Linked DNA regions of Mus musculus: region 2 is linked to region 1. A link is a contact called in public promoter capture Hi-C data. All regions are on one chromosome and are shown on one strand. Each heading gives the region's core, a stretch centred on a gene start, on an enhancer-like site or on the middle of the called end of the contact. The rest is flanking DNA. Distances are from core to core; before and after follow the strand shown. Region 1 overlaps Vps16 (VSP16 CORVET/HOPS core subunit). Region 2 overlaps 4930402H24Rik (RIKEN cDNA 4930402H24 gene).

Region 1 (5,353 bases), core at 1,921-4,420:
GGAAAATTTACATTTCTTTTACTCAGGGTTCTCTAGCAGAACAGAATTTATAGAATAAATATATGTATTTGTGTGTGTGTACACATACATGTGTAGCTAGATAGATGTGGATAGATATAGATAGATAGGTACATATATAGATAGGTGGATGGGTAGATAAATATATAATATATAAGTATATTATTTAATACTATATTATAATATTTATTTTAATATCATACATTAAAATATATAAATGTATTCATGAGATTTATCAGAATGGCTTACAGGCTCCAGATAATCTAATAATAGCTGCCTATAAATGAAAGGTCTAGGAATCCAGTAGTTGCTCAGTCCACCAGGCTGTCTCAGCTGGTCTTCAGTAGATGCTGTAATCCAGAAGATGTAGGCTCTAGCACCAATGAAGGAATGGACTTACTAGTGAGAGCAAGAACAAGCAGGCAAAGAGAGAAAGCTTCGGTCTTCCACATGCTTTATATAGGCTTCCAGCAGAAGGTGTGGTCCAGATGAAAGGTGGACCCCCCCCCTCTTCAAATAATCTAATTAAGAGCATTCCTCCTAGGTATGCCAGGCATTTGGGTTTTAGTTAATTCTGCATGTAGTCAAGTTGACAACCAAGAATAGACATCACACAGAACACTTCAGATTTTAAGATGATGGGTGTACAACCATCTAGTAATAGCTTTGTTCTTTCTCTAGAATAGTTTCCTTAAATTATTTTGACTAGAGCCCTCAGAGGGGTGTCAAGTGCAATGGTAGGCATGTTTCTGATGGTTAATTAGAAGACCCCTGAGATAAACAAAAATTTTCTCTTTACTTGCATTTTCTTTTGATGTTCCAGAATAACATCCACTTTTCTCTGCCCCTTCCCTGCTCTTCCAAGCAAACAGTGATAGCATGATAAACTTAAGCCCATTCCAGGCAGCATGCATTCATGCACACACCTAAGGTTGCAGTATGTATTCACGCACACACTAGGGTTGCAGTATGTATTCATGCACATACTAGGGCTACAGCATGCACACACCTAGAGCTGAAGGCTTCTCAGCTTGCTTGTGGTTTTGTCACTTCCTGCAAGCTAGGAGTCACAGAATGCCATCACCAGGACTCCCCCCAGCAGTATCTCTTGGAAAAGCTCATTTTGGGTATCATCTTTCAGACACTGAATTTGGTGCTTCTAAAACTAGCTTCACCTAGAACTCTAGCTTGACCCTTAGGCAGAAAGAGCATTATCTAATTCATCATTGGAACCAGAAATAAAAGAGGCCTCCTATTCAATAGGTGGACCTCTGAAGGTCTCGCTTTCCTACTGGTTCCAGGCAGAGCCAGCAACGGTACCTTTGCACCATTTCAGTGTCTTATACATAACCTGCCCATCTCAGATGCTCCTGCCAACAGTGGACACTTGCCTCAAAAACTATACCCTTTCTTGTGGGTACCCTGTGCTACCTCACCTGTGGTCCCCAGGCCTACATGATATAGTCAGTTTCTAGTCACCATCCCCCTCTCTTCCTCTCATGTGGGGAGGAAAAGACTCCTCCACTAGATAAACGGTAGCTTCAGGCATTCCTCTGGGGCTTATTCTGTCTAGATAGAGGATCAGGAGGACAGGACAAGGACGCTAATCTGGTTGTCTCTGTGAGTAGGAAGTATGAGCTGTACAGCATGGACTGGGACCTGAAGGAGGAGCTCAAGGATTGCCTGGTGGCTGCTGCACCCTATGGGGGTCCCATTGGTATGCTCCCTCTATTACTACTACATACTGTGGGCTCCCAGGGTGTTGTTTGGGTTGTTCTCTGCCAATTCTCCTTCTAAATGTTTTTAGTTTGGGTTCTCACGAGGCTGGGTTCCCATGGGCTGAACCTGAGTAAATGATCCAGGAGGCCTACCTTACATGGGTCCTGAGGTTCTAGGACAGAAGTCTCTTCTCAAATTGCAGCTCTACTGAGGAACTGTTGGAGAAAAGAGAAAGCTGCCAGCGTGCGGCCAGTACTGGAGATCTACTCTGCATCTGGCTTACCACTGGCTAGCCTGCTGGTAAGCATGGAACCTATCCCTACTGTGTGATGGGCAGGGCTGGCTGATTCTAAGGAAAGCCATGGGAACCTTTCTCCTCTGCAGTGGAAGAGTGGGCCTGTGGTGGCCCTCGGCTGGTCAGCTGAGGAGGAGCTGCTCTGTGTGCAAGAAGATGGTGCAGTGCTAGTTTATGGCCTTCATGGAGACTTCCGGAGGCACTTCAGCATGGGCAATGTAGGAGCCACAGGAGCCTGAGGAGGGAAGGGGGACCTCTCTTCACCTGTGGGTTTCTTAACCCACGGTCCATCTTGTTAGGAAGTGCTTCAGAACCGTGTCCTGGATGCCCGGATTTTTCACACTGAGTTTGGTTCAGGGGTGGCCATCCTTACAGGAGCCTATCGCTTTACTCTGAGTGCCAATGTGGGTGACCTCAAACTCCGTCGGATGCCAGAGGTGCCAGGTAAGCCCTGATACTTAAGAGAGCCCTTCAATACCACGGATATGCTTCCAGACTGGAACCAGCAGAGACACACACTATGGGCTCTAGTCATTTCAGGTTTCCTCTTCCCTGTCACAGGTCTGCAAAGTGCACCCTCATGTTGGACCACACTGTGCCACGACCGAGTACCACACATTCTTCTGGCTGTAGGACCCGATCTTTACCTTCTGGATCATGCTACCTGCTCTGCAGTGGTGAGAACCTAAGTGGGAATGAAATGGAAGGGCTGGTCAACAAGTAGGAAGGCATTGAGAAGTCAGTTTATCTGGTTTCCTCCTTGGTCCTGCCCCAGACACCTGCTGGCTTAGCCCCAGGAGTGAGCAGCTTCCTACAGATGGCTGTATCCTTCACGTATCGTTACCTGGCACTCTTCACAGACACAGGCTACATCTGGATGGGGACAGCATCACTCAAGGTGTGGTTCTAGGACAGCAAGGGATACTGTGCTTTGTCCAAGGAAGATCTGTTGTGGATAGAGCCATGGCTTTTCAACAGCAGGATGACTGTTGAACAGCAGATGCTGGGGCAGGGCCATGACATGCTGTGCTGTTTCAGGAGAAGCTGTGTGAGTTCAACTGCAACATCCGGGCTCCCCCGAAGCAGATGGTCTGGTGAGGATAGAGGCGTTCTTAAAGGGTGGGGTTAGAGCATAGCCTTGTTGCCTGGGACAGCCTGAGTCATCCTGTCTTCTGGCCAGACTAAGTGGAACATAGGCCTTCTCTTCTCTGCTGCACTTAAAGGAGAACTTTGTCCTCTATGGGCCACTTGACTGGTAGTGTAAGAGCGAGACGGAAACAGATAGGTCAGCATGTGGCCAGGGAAATGGGCTCCGGGACACAGTGTGTTCAGGCTGTCCCCAGGAAAAGGGGTGCAAGCAATGCAGAAGACACAGCTATGGGCCCAATATCTCGAGTATCCCAGTAGTGTATATGCTATTGCTCATAGGTGTAGCCGTCCTCGGAGCAAGGAAAGGGCTGTTGTTGTGGCCTGGGAGAGGCGGCTGATGGTGGTGGGCAATGCGCCTGAAAGCATCCAGTATCCTTGGACACATCCTGTATGGGCTGGGAGAGGGAAGGAAAAGGAGGTTACCCTATCTTTGGATGCTCTTAGTAGCCTTGACTGAACTCAGGTTTGTGCTCGATGAGGACTCCTACTTAGTGCCTGAGCTTGATGGGGTCCGCATCTTCTCCCGAAGCACCCATGAGTTCCTGCATGAAGTCCCAGGTGAGGCTCCCACAAGCATACCGTGGGGCTCTGGGCAGGTGCTCCTGATCCAAAACAGGATCTGGGTATTAAGGGCAGAACTGAGAATTTTCATATGTCATTTCTACTCAAAAACTCCTCTTCTAGTGGCCAGTGAAGAGATCTTCAAAATTGCCTCAATGGCCCCTGGAGCACTGCTGTTAGAGGCCCAGAAGGAATATGAGGTAATTTCCGGGCAACTTCTAAGATTCCCAAGATGCTCTCTTCCTTTCTCTTCTCTTGACTAGACCAGCCCTCTGCCCCTGCCTGAGCACCCATGATAAGCCAGGGGCTACCTGACAGGGGAGGGGGTTAGATAAGACACTGACTTGAGCTGGCTAAGGCTAGCACATGTAAACTGGCAGGGCTACCCTACTGTCCACAGGCTCAAGTTGGTGCTTTCCAAGACCTCTCCATTTGAACTATGTAGTCCCATGAGGCTGGGGACCAGAGTGAGACTGTCTGTGTAATGTTCCATCTCTGGGCCTCTCCCCACAGAAAGAGAGCCAGAAAGCAGATGAGTACCTGCGGGAGATCCAGGAACTGGGCCAGCTGATCCAGGCTGTGCAGCAGTGCATTGAGGCTGCAGGACATGAGCACCAGCCAGACATGCAAAAGAGTCTGCTCAGGGTTGGCCTGGAGGGGCTTAGGGGAGGGTGTGTGGGAACTGGGGTGCGCTGGGCAGCCAGGGAAGTTCATTTCCATTTGGTTCTTTTTAGGCGGCTTCATTTGGAAAGTGTTTCCTTGACAGATTTCCACCTGACAGCTTCGTGCACATGTGTCAGGACCTTCGAGTGCTCAATGCTATTAGAGACTACCACATTGGGATCCCTCTCACCTACACCCAGTATCCCTATGTATGGCATGAGGGTGTTTACAACTGGGCATGGCAGGATAAGGGGCAGGAGATGTGGTCTGCAGATCCCTGGCAAACAGGCCTTATATCAACTGATCCTTAACCAAGGAAAACACAGATACAAGCAGCTCACCATCCAGGTGCTGCTAGACAGGTACAGACGCCAGGGGGGCTATAGGAGGGCAAGGGCGGGTAGTATTATGTGGGGACTCATGGTTTAGGACTGGGAGGCGTAAGTCGGGCTAGGGCTATTCTGCCTGCTCGACCTCACTTTGCCTCACAACTTTTTCCCTTACTCCTTTATCTGCCAGGCTTGTGTTGCGGAGGCTTTATCCCCTGGCTATCCAGATATGCGAGTACCTGCGCCTTCCTGAAGTCCAGGGTGTCAGCAGGATCCTAGCCCACTGGGCCTGCTACAAGGCAAGGGCATGGGATATGAGGTAACCTCAGGCCCTGACAAAATACAGGAAATACAGAGCATGGAAATAAAGGATGGGTTCTGATGGAGGCCCTTTAGGATTGGGCAGGTAAGGGGTGACATCCAGACTTGTGTGACACCCACATACACACTTACAGGTGCAGCAGAAAGATGTCTCAGATGAAGATGTAGCACGGGCTATTAATCAGAAGCTGGGTGACACGCCTGGTGTTTCATACTCTGACATTGCTGCGAGGGCCTATGGCTGTGGCCGCACTGAACTGGCCATTAAGGTGTGTGGTCGTGTTACCTTTCCCAGACA
Region 2 (5,353 bases), core at 1,299-3,798, 380 kb after region 1:
AAAACCCAAAAACCTAGAAGCATAAATCTGCTGATCTTAACTTTCTAACTATAAGGATTTAAAAATGACCTTATTAATTTGAAGTAAAATGCTTATTTGCTAGGTATCCCCTGTGCAAAATTACAGGGTAAAAGCACATCTCTGGGAATTTAAACACACTCTTTATTTTTAATACTAAAATGTCCTTGCAATCATGAAATGTGTAGCAACTGGAAACTTCCAAAATAAATTCTTTCCAAACCACTGCATGTAAGGGAAGATATTTTATTTTATATGTGATATTTTTGTTTTGTTTTATTTTATTCATATGGGTATTGTGCTTGCATATATATCTGTGTATTACTTGTGTGCCTGGTAGTTGCAGAGAAGCCAGGAGACAGGGGTCTGATCTCCTCAGACTCAAGTCGCAGACAGTTGTGAGTCACTGTCTAGGCACAGGGAATTGGATCCAGTCCTCTGGAAGAACACCCAGTGTTCTTAACCACTGAGCCATCTCCCCAGACCCCTGAAAGAAAGGCCATTTTATTTTATTCAAGGCAAGGTCTTTTTATCCTAGCCCTGTCTCGGAATCTCCTAGGTAGACCAGGCAAGCCTCCCAAGTGCTGGGATTAAAAGCTTGAAACACTTTTCCTGGCCAAGAAATTTAAAGTCAAAATCTGAAACAAACAATAAACTGAAAAAATAAACTGATGGTGTCTCCTACTAACATTAGAAGCTGCATCTATGAAGTCTCACCAACATGACTGTCCAAGCATGGGCTGCACAGGGCCACCACCAATGGACATGCCAACATGGGCAGAGAAAAACCGGCGAAGCCTCAACCCTACACACAGAACTGTGGTCGCTGAGAAAAAGCTGCGAGTGGGAGAGCTGTTCTTCCCAAGGAAGAGCACACCAACTGGCTGTCCAGTGACAAATAGTCAGCCCTGAAAGCATACATAAAATAATATTATATGGACTGAGGAGATTAGATATAGGAATATATATATATACACACATATATACGTATATATGTATGTATGTATATATGCTCAATAATAATTAAAGAAAAAAGAGGCCAAGGATTGAAAGAGGGGGAGGGCCACATAAGAGGGTTTAGAGCAGTGGCTCTCAGCCTTCCTAATGCTGTGATCCTTTCATACAGTTTGTGGTGGTGACCCCAAACCACAAAATTATTATTGTTGCTCTTTCATAACTGTTATTTGTCACAATGTAAATGTCTTTTGGAGACAGAGGGTTGCCAAAGAGGTTGCAACCTGCAGGCTGAGAAACATGAAGGAAAGGTTAGGAAAATGTGTTACAATGTATTATAATGTCAAAACCTAAGAAGAAAAGGACCTGAAGAAGATCACAGTGGTGGCTGTGCATGCAAGCCTGCAGCAAGAGGCTGAGAAGCGCCTGCATCTGAAGCCAGCCTGATACAGAGTGAGAGCTTACCTCAGACGGAAAGGTAAGGAAAACCAAAGAAGATGCTAACTCAAAGTACTTTCAGTCTCCCTTTTCTGCGATCATAATAAAAAGGACAGCTCTAGCTAAACTATATGAATAGTATTGGGGTCTTTTCCAAGGTAAAATTTTCTCAGACAGAAAGATAAGGAAGAAAAAAATGAAGAAAGGATACTAACTCAAAGTCTCCTTTTTCTGTGATCTTAATAAAAAGAACAGCTCTAAGAAAACTATATGGGGGCTGGTGAGATGGCTCAGCGGGTAAGAGCACTGACTGCTCTTCTTAAGGTCCTGAGTTCAGATCCCAGCAACCACATGGTGGCTTACAACCACCCGTAATGAGATCTGACCCTCTCTTCTGATGCGTCTGAAAACAGCTACGGTGTACTTATAAATAATAATAAATAAATCTTAAAAAATATTAAAAAAAGAAAACTATATGGGTAGTATTGGGGTCTTTTCCAAGGTAAACTTCCAAAGATGATACAACTCAGAACTATTTAATAGGAAAACTCTTCACTGCATGACAGGCTTTCTTGTTTATTTTGTGGTGATCAGCAGCAGCCTTGGTGCCCACTAGATGCCAGTAGTGCCACAGATCGAGCCATGGCCATCAAAACTGTCTTCAGACATTGCTAAATGTCCCCCAAGGGACAAAACGGCCCCCCATCTGAGACCACACTACTCAAGTGAGATCATCTGACATGGAATGTTTGCTTTCATGGCATCCCAGCTGCCTTGCAAGTGCCTAGTCTCTTGTCCAGTCTTACTTGTTTGTTCTATGTCTCCTGACTCATCTTGCAGACAATTTATAATGCTAAGTACACGATATGAGAAGTAGCTCCTGGGCAACAGCCCACAGGAGCATCAACGCTCGCAGTGTCTCCAAGCCAGAGAAGGCAGACTGCAGGCAGAAAGCCTGCATTGTATTAAAGTCACACAAAAAAACAATTCCCAAAGACAGCAGGACAATAGCCCCTTGTTCCTCAGCTAAAGATCCACATAAAATCTTCTTTCTCACAGAGCAGCTTACAAGAGCAGTCCGTCTTTGCCTCAAAGCAGAGAGTGCTTTCACTGGCAACAGCACACGATCTGAACCTTCCGTGAAAAGGAGCAGCGGGCAATCCTAAGAAAAACTAGCACCCTGCCAAGAGACAAAGCCAAACACCAATGTCTGCTTTGGTCTCAAAGATGATTTACCCAATAAATGTATTCTGAAAACTGCTGCTGACAGTCCGTTATCCAGTCCATGACCAATAGGAATATTCTATTTTAATAGGTCAACACGGAAATGCTATTTTTCACTATTAAAAAGATAAAATCTTACCTGGTATAATCCTAGCTACTTGGGAGGCTGAGGCCAGAAGGCTGCCAATTTTAAGACCAATCACATTATTCAAACAGTAAAACAAAATAAGGCAAGAATTTAGTGGAGCTTTGGACTATTTAAATTCTGCTTATATTTTCCTATTAAAAGATCACAAACAGGGTGCTGAGTGTATGTCTTTAATCCCAGTACTAAGAAGGCAGAGGCAGGTAGATCTCAGAGTTCAAGGCCAGCCTGGTCTATACAGTGAGTTTCAAGCCAGTTAAAGCTATATGAGACTCTGTCTCAAAACAAATAAATAATAACAAAAACCCAAAAAACACAGACACAGAAATAAAAAATCATGAACTGGGGATGTCCAGATGGCTCAGCAGTTAAAAGTACTTGCTACTCTTCCAGAGGACCTGGGTTTGATTCCCAACACGTGAATGGTGATTTACAACCATCTGTAACTCCAGTTCCAGGAGATCTGATGTCATCTACTGGGCTCCAAGGGCCTCAAGCATGGGAGCACACACACATGCATACACACACACACAGTACACATACATACATGCAAGCAAAATAGTACAATACAGTAAAATTAAAATTAAAACAATTTTTACAAGAAGATCACAGCTGTGCGTGGTCTTTAATTCCAGCACTCGGGAGGCAGAGGCAGGTGGATTTCTGAGTTCGAGGCCAGCCTGGTCTACAGAGTGAGTTCCAGGACAGCCAGGGCTATACAGAGAAACCCTGTCTCAAAAAAAATCATGAATTAAGGGTCCAAAGAAATAAATGACTCTCTCCTACCTTTTGCTAATATAATATAGACTTACCATCTAGAATTTCTTCAGAAAATCCCGTTTTCTCAAAATCAGTGGCATTCTGACTGTACAAACCAAAAAGCAGGTAATTTGCCAGCTCTCTACAGCCTTCATTGTACCTGCTGTCAATTCCTGCAAAGCAAAGAAGGCTTAGGATTAGCTGGCCTATACCATGGAATACAGTAAGAGCCCGTTTAGTAAGGCCTTGATGGCCAAACCAGGTTTGTGCTAAAACTAAATAAATGACCCCTTGTAAGAGAAACGGGCTGAGGCATAAGGTACCTTCCTTGGATCTCAAAATCTACACAGGTCGGAGAATTAAGCAACAAGATTACTAAGGCTGTTAATTCTGAAAAGCATTTTTTCTTTCAGTTTTTACTTTACATGTATAGGTGTTGAACTTCCATATGTATGTGTATCATGTGTGGAAGAGCACCCTCCATGATCTACCAGATCCCCTAGAATTAGAGTTATAGATGGTTATGAGTCACCATGTAGGTGCTGGGAATAGAACCTGGGTTTTCTGGAAAAACACCAAGTGCTCTTATCTATGAACCACCTCCAGCCCATATGAAGCATTTCTTACGGGCAAAAGGAACCAGAAAATATGGTGTTCTGTGGATTTACTACAGATCTTGGAATATTTTGTTAGCCTAAGAACAGATCTCAGAGAGATCCTCATGAAAAAACGTATATGATCAACTAAAGACAAGTTAAAGTGGTTCGAAAAAAGAGGAAGACAAGTGGACAGACTAGCACCCACTGGCCCTTCCCAAATGTCAGAAGCAGTGTTTAGACTGCACTGTAAGGGGTGGTGCAGTGACACACACTCCTGCAGATAACCTTCACTAAGGTTAGTCTAGAAAGGCTGGACCAGAGACAAAAGGAAATTACACGACACTGTCTTTACTTCTGTCTCTCAATGACTTTGCCATCCGAGGACTACAGCTATTGGCAGGATGGAAGGATCAGAGGCAAGCAACTGCTCTCTGTGTGGTTTTGAAAAGAAAGGGTTGGGCTGGCTAGATGGCTCAGCGGGTAAGAGCACCTCCAAGGTCCTGAGTTCAAATCCCAGCAACCATATGGTGGCTCACAACCATTCATAACGAGATCTGATGCTCTCTTCTGGAGTGTCTGAAGACAGCTACAATGTGCTTACATACAATAAATAAATCTTAAAAAAAAAAGAAAAAAGAAGCCGGGTGGTGGTGACACACGCTTTTAATCCCAGCACTTGGGAGGCAGAGGCAGGCGGGTTTCTGGGTTCAAGGCCAGCCTGGTCTACAGAGTGAGTTCCAGGACAGCCAAGGCTACACAGAGAAACCCTGTCTCGAAAAAAAAAAAAAAGAGAGAAAAAAGAAAGAAGAAAGAAGAGAAAAGAGAAAAGAGAAAAGAGAAAAGAAAAAAGAAAAAAGAGAAGAAAGGGTTGCAGCAGGCACAGTGGCGCCAGGACTTTAATACTAGTATTAGGGAGGCAGAAGCAGGCAAGTCTCTGAGTTTGAGACTAGCCTGGTCTACAGAGCAAGTTTCAGGACAGTCAATGGCAGGCAGGCAGGCTTGTGGCGGGAGCTCCCTCTTTATCTCACTAACACCACCCCTCTTTTTTTTTTTTTTTTTTTTTTTTTTTTTTTTTTTTAAAGATTTATTTATTATTATATCTAATTACACTGTAGCTGTCTTCAGACACACCAGAAGAGGGCATCAGATCTCATTACGGGTGGTTGTGAGCCACCATGTGGTTGCTGGGATTTGAACTCAAGACCTTCGGAAGAAC

What was found. Capture Hi-C pulls out chosen DNA fragments and counts their contacts.
Region 2: a contact with region 1 is called in a promoter capture Hi-C map of adipose tissue. The contact joins two enhancer-like sites. A contact is called at or near these places in 3 of 9 other capture datasets (adipose tissue, liver and pancreatic islet).

The regions. Positions count from the first base shown.
Region 1 is chr2:130,435,976-130,441,328 of GRCm38.p6, forward strand. Vps16 (VSP16 CORVET/HOPS core subunit) reads left to right here. Exons shown (of 24, transcript NM_030559.3): 2 at 1,647-1,735; 3 at 1,940-2,037; 4 at 2,122-2,250; 5 at 2,332-2,476; 6 at 2,594-2,709; 7 at 2,808-2,930; 8 at 3,071-3,126; 9 at 3,461-3,550; 10 at 3,645-3,739; 11 at 3,866-3,942; 12 at 4,256-4,387; 13 at 4,477-4,604; 14 at 4,732-4,767; 15 at 4,925-5,033; 1 more. Among named protein-coding and RNA genes, the nearest start is that of Ptpra, 12 kb to the right of the region's middle. Within about 2 kb of position 3,171, at least 12 of the 459 cell types and tissues checked have an H3K27ac peak or open chromatin away from gene starts, as enhancers often do. A contact at or near this core is called in adipose tissue, where this site is marked.
Region 2 is chr2:130,816,878-130,822,230 of GRCm38.p6, forward strand. It overlaps 4930402H24Rik (RIKEN cDNA 4930402H24 gene), which reads right to left. Exons shown (of 37, transcript NM_029432.2): 3 at 3,592-3,711. Among named protein-coding and RNA genes, the nearest start is that of 4930402H24Rik, 21 kb to the right of the region's middle. Within about 2 kb of position 2,549, at least 82 of the 459 cell types and tissues checked have an H3K27ac peak or open chromatin away from gene starts, as enhancers often do. A contact at or near this core is called in adipose tissue, where this site is marked.